Regions from separate parts of the Danio rerio genome. Here region 1 is linked to region 2. A link is a contact called in public Hi-C data. All regions are on one chromosome and are shown on one strand. The core of a region is the stretch at or near the end of the contact, and the rest is flanking DNA. Distances in the headings are between cores, read along the strand shown.

Evidence for each region. Hi-C and Micro-C count contacts between places; a contact is called where the count stands out from the background.
Region 1: a Hi-C map of embryo shows a contact between it and region 2, with 2.2 times the contacts expected there. The contact joins two enhancer-like sites. A contact is called at or near these places in 4 of 18 Hi-C or Micro-C datasets (caudal fin, embryo, hematopoietic stem cells and 1 more).

Annotation. Positions count from the first base shown.
Region 1 is chr13:30,036,779-30,039,801 of GRCz12tu, reverse strand. The region is part of intron 2 of LOC141377189 (a long non-coding RNA gene); the gene reads right to left. Among named protein-coding and RNA genes, the nearest start is that of vrk2, 16 kb to the right of the region's middle. Within about 2 kb of position 1,576, at least 19 of the 62 cell types and tissues checked have an H3K27ac peak or open chromatin away from gene starts, as enhancers often do.
Region 2 is chr13:29,831,835-29,834,774 of GRCz12tu, reverse strand. All of the region lies in intron 2 of si:rp71-1h3.1 (a long non-coding RNA gene), which reads left to right. Among named protein-coding and RNA genes, the nearest start is that of si:rp71-1h3.1, 90 kb to the left of the region's middle. Within about 2 kb of position 1,559, at least 7 of the 62 cell types and tissues checked have an H3K27ac peak or open chromatin away from gene starts, as enhancers often do.

The DNA of each region.
Region 1 (3,023 bases), core at 327-2,826, 210 kb before region 2:
CGAACACCCTATGGAGCACGGTGCTCACGGTTACCCAAGTTCGATTCCCAGCTCAGATGTCCTTTTTCAATCCTTCTTCTCTGTCTGCTCTCCCCTCTACCCCCATTTTCCTGCCTACGTTCCACTGTCCCGTCCAATAAAAGGTGAAAAACTCCTAAAAAATGATTAGGCTGTATAAATAAATACTATCTGCAAAGATCTAAGGGTATTTTTTCGAAAGGGAAAGTGCATATGTTTCTTTTTTTTTTTACATATTGGCTGTACTGTTCTTAAAGAATAGCCTACTACACCTCAAGCAAAACTTACAATATAAAAATATAATAAAAGTTTGCGAATAGCCTACCTGAAACTTGTGCACAGTTACAAGAAACGTCTTTGCGTTTAGATGAATCACAAATGTCTTTGACAATCAGACCAACAGCAGTTTTACGTTCATCCGATTTATGAGAAAACTCTAGTGTTTCCCCCTCCTTTATTTTATTCTTTCACCGCATGAACGAATATTTGCCGTTCTCTGGAGAAAAGCGTCACGTGACCTACTTAATGACAATCTGTCTCCGTGCTCACATTTCTCCACTCGGCTTATTTATTTGATAAAGTGCGATGCCTTTCCTTTTGTTGCCCTTAATCGGAGCTTAACGTCTTTACTCCGAGATCAATAAACTTTATGAATTATTTTGCCGCCGTCTATTTTTATGGTTCCTTTTGCTCATTAGCATGGCTGGCTTTATTAGCTGAGGCTGCCAGTGTCTTTAGCCGGTCCTGTGTTCCTTAGGTACAGTAAATATCACTCATGTTGTAATTAATATGCACACCCTCAGCACTAATTAAAACACAGACCCCTCCAACCAGCTGGGCCCAAGCAGAAAGAGCGGCAGTCGTGCCGTAATGAACTTGTTGTAAATGTGAGCCCAGCCATCGGATATCATATCCCTAGGAGCTGACAGCATGCAACGGAGGGAGAAAGTAATAAGATCCATGAACTTGTTAATACCCACCCAACCATCCAGAAGCAAACCCCCACCATCTCTGGAAAGAGAGGATATTTTAATGACACATCTCTAATTAAAGCCTTACTTTATCTCCTGTGTTTGCTTGCGATTGAATGACAGCGATAGAGAGAGAAAAATCTATAAAATGTTCCTAAAAATGAAACATAACTTTGTTTAAAGTAAAAAAAAATCAAATGAGTTGTAATAGATCTAAATATAGTAACACTAGCTATATGCACATCTGTTAATGAACAAACAGAAAGTGAATACACAGAGGTTTAACCCGACATATTAAAATGCTAATTATAACTTTTCATAGAACCGCCAAGTCAACACAATCCATTAAAGAATTTTCATATAGGGATTACGACCCGTCGGTTTTTCATTAGTATAGAAAGTTTACTTATGTGTATATTGTGGGAGACCTCTCCCTAATGACCTCCCGCCTTACAGCCTAATCTGTTATAAATGTAACTTAGATCATTGAGCAAACAGTGGGAAAGGTCAAGGCTATAAAGGAGGAACAGCGGAGGTTGAAGAAATAGGAAGAGCGTTCACAAAGCTCCGTCTCACCACTAGTCTCTGCTGTTGTATCATTTTTCAAGCATTATCTCCACCATCCGCGCTAACTGTCCTCCTCTGCCCTGGATATGTGGTCTTTTACTCCAGTCTCAGGTTGTTTGAAGACTTGAGAGTGAGTTAAAGCAAGCTACTCAAAAACAGTATAGACCTACAATTTTCCGTCTAACAAGAAACGGTCCATTTTCTGATGGAAATTTCAAGATAGGCTACAGGCTACAACAAACTTAATGTAACATATTTATAAAACATATTTTTTTTTACATTAGGCTATTAATACATTATTAAAGAATGGAATTTTTCCAAAAAAGCAATTTAAAGTTAATTAAACAACTACGCCCTTACAATGATTTTATTTTTATTTAATTTTTGTATTAACGTTAAAGTTGATTATTAAAAGAAAAATAATTTTTTAATATAAATTAAGATTAAGAGTATGTGTTGTTAACTTTTAAATAGCATTCATTCATTTTTGGCTTAGTCTCTATTTCAGAGGTCGCCACGGCAGAATGAACTGCTAACTATTCCCGCATATGTTTTACGCAGTGGATGCACTTCCAGCTCCAACCTATACTGGGAAACACCTATACACACTTATACACACACACTTACACTGCAGCCAATTTTTACCCAATTCACCTCTAGTGCATGTCTTTGGACTGAGGGGGAAACTGACTTGGAGGAAACCCATACCAGCACGAGGAGAACATGCAAACTCCACAGACAAATGCCAAATGGCCCAGCCAGGACTCGAACCAGCAACCTTGCTGTGTGGCAACAGTGCTAACCACTGTGCCACCCACTTTTAAAGAGCACTTCAATCATAGAGAAAACTGCAAATTATAAAAAAAAATAAAAATGGTAATAAAATAAAAAGAACAGCTTTTCCTTTTTTAACAGTGTAACATTAAAGAAAATGTTTATGCTTAAGAAATAAGTCACTCTAAAATTTTTATCCTGTCATCATTTAGGCTATTCAACTTGTATGCTAAATGACTTTATTGTGCAATCTTTCTTATGCATCAAACTGACATAGTTAATTACTACAGATAAAGTAAGGGGGTTTTAGCCAACATATAAAAGTGCTAATTACTCTTTATAAAAAAATAATAGAACTCTTTGAATATTGTTTTATTTAAATCAAGAAAACTGGGCATTTAAAAAATATCTGTAATGTTTTAATATATGATTTGTTGGATTAGCATTCTATTCTTCGAGTTTAAAGACTTTAAAAAACTTATCCAAGAACCTAGAATTTAACAATTTAAGCCTTACAAAATATTCAAATATGCAGGAAAGTTACCCCACCAATTCAATTTCTATTATCTCATGCCATTGTGGTTTCAACCATTTATGACTTCTGTGAAACATAAAACACATTAAGAGAAACTTCTGTTGCAGTGGAAGTCAATGGTCAAAAAAATATTTTTGTGTTCTTCAGACTCAAAAAAT
Region 2 (2,940 bases), core at 310-2,809:
ATATATATATATATATATATATATATATATATATATATTTATATATATTTATATATATTTATATATATATATTGAGTTTATTGCAGCAAAAACATAAACAATCGCATTAATACAATGGAGTTCAGTGCTGGATGGATACACTAAGCTGCACCTGTATTTGTCTTGATTTGCTTGCTTTCGAATGAAAGTATTTACATTTTATTTAAGATTTGATGAATTTACAAAACTAAAGAAATTATAAAACAAACAAACAAAAGGTTATATTACATTCGAAATGGTGATATTTGTCAAAGATATTCACCTCAATAAACAGTCCATCATTTCCCCTCTCTTATTACATAGAAAGGCGGGCTAAATCATAGGTTAGCATGGGCCAACTGTAGCCTGCAGGCTCTAGTTTAGGCATCTTTGCCTAAAACGTACAGTAATTTTTTTTTTCTTTTAAAAAAGTGAAAATAAATAACTTTTATTTTGAAAACAATATAAATTATTTTAAATGTTTTTCATATCAAAAGAATGGAATAGAACATTAGCAGTATCTCTTTTAAATAAAATAATTATTGTATATTCTGTAAATTTATATTTTGAACTGCATTTCTTGCATCTCCTGTAAACAAATATTTTAATGTAAATAATAATTTTAATGTAATGTAAAATATGTTGTCTCAAGGCATCTCAGGCGCAGCTTTCAATCATCGTCAATGTAATCCAAAGTAAGGCTCAAGAATGGATCCATCGTCCTACTTGAGCAAGGATCAGATGTGGCTGCAAAGAGTGGCTAACAGAGCAGGGTCACATGACTCCACATGTGGTAGCAAAAGTTTTTGAAAAAAATTGACCTGGAAAAATTATTTTTTAATTAATCGCCCAGCCCTACACCACACTCATTAATAATTATTTTAAAATATTTTTGATTCTTTGTTGATTTTATTTCTTATTCGTGTATCCTTTGGTTTCTTTAATTCTCGTTTATGTTAAGCACTTTAAAATAGCATTGTGTATGTAATGTGCTATATAAATAAACTTGCCTTGCCTCATTACAGCTACACTTATATGTATTTTATCATACTTTTGTTTAATCTGACCATAGGTGATTTGATTAATGGCCATGGGTTTGATAGATGTAACAGTCATTGACTGTTTGTGCTCTTTTTTTCTTGGGTGAATAAACGTGACAGACATATTATCCTTGGATTAAACTCAAGCTTTTGTAAGAGTCTCAATACTCATTGTAATATTGCCAGGGTGCAGACAAAGTCAATCCAGCTGGGAAAGTAAAAAAAAAAAAACTGCTTGTCAATATTTATTTGGCCATTCATTTGCACTTATCAGACAGTAAGGGCAGGAGGGACAATATCCACGGGTAATGGAGTGGTTGAGCCGAGGTGAAAGTGTTGCATTATGGGAATAATAAGTCTGGGCCCAAATGAAGGGGCAGATAAAAGGAAGTAAAGAGGAAGAGGAGCAAAGTTGGGTTTCACTTTAGCCCTGCTATCCTTGAGGAAGGGATCTCTCTTTGTTAGTGACAGGCTTTTTCAGATTAGACCTGGCTCCCCTAGGTAAAAGGCCAGTCAGGCCTTATCTGAGGTGATAAGAGCCCAGCAGCTTGCCAGTGTGACTGCATGTGAAACTGTGTGTGCATGCAAATATCCTCAGCTGTCAAACCTTGAGACACGCATACACACACACACACACACACACACACACACACACACGCACACACACACACACACACACACACACACACTCACACACATCCTTCAAACCTCCTTTTAGATGCAGGATGCAAACTTTAACCACACTCAAAGTGCTTGTTTTGTGGCTTATTCATTTCTTGACTTGCCTGTCATTGTTAAATGTAAACAGTTCATTAAGACATGAATCATTTGTTTTTCACTAGTTCAGTTTGATTGGGTCATTTGAGATATGCACAGGGTTATTTACTGAAAGCTGAAATCATCATCAAGTGTAAATAGACATTGTTATTTTAAACACTTGACTTATATTGCTTATTTTTTCGATCAAAACATGACATTATTCTCATTAATTATTGTGTTTTGATGCCATGTTAAGCGAATAATGTTTTGCTAATTATGTAGATTTTTTTTATTTAAGTCTAAATTAAATTATCCATAAGTAAATGAATAAATACATAAAAAAAATATAAGCTACAATTAACATCTTTGCATGTTTTCGAAGTATGCATTGATATTGATTTCGTCATTTACTCTCATGTTGTTTTGAACACTAGTTGCATTTATTTCTTCGAAACAAAGAAAAAGATTTAGAAGATTGTTCTTTTTTTTTTCTGGACACATTTAATAATGTCTTTTGAATGGTTTATTGTCGGACACAATAATTATCTCCATTTATAATACATAACAAATAATTATCTTAATTCATGCACTTCTAAAACAGTCATTATTTGGTGTACAATTGTAACACAGTACATGACCCTCTGTGAAGTGCTGGTTTACCACAATGGCTAATATATCAATATGTAACACATAACGTTAAAATGAGACATTTTCTCTTATCTCGAGAGAAAAGCAGCACCCCAACACGCTGGTGCAAATATAGAATTGCTTGCATTGGCCTGTTCCTCCACATTGCAATTAACTCTTGGGGGAAAGCATGTTGTATTGTTATGATTACTCAAGCAAATAATAGAACAGCCTTGCGTTGACATGTCATCTCCACAGTGTCTCACGGAAAATGGCTTTTTTTCCCCCACTCTCTTTCAAGGAATTAAACATTTGTCATGTTTGCATGTAAGTCCAGTTGAAAACTGCAATTCATAATGCGTTTTGCCCCGATAGTCACCTTTCAGAATCTTGTCAGGTCATTTTAATGTGACCTGTCAGTTTTTCTTTTCGGTAAACACACTCTGTTTCCAAACACGCTTTGTTTAAATGCAACAAGGCTGTGGTATGAATATGT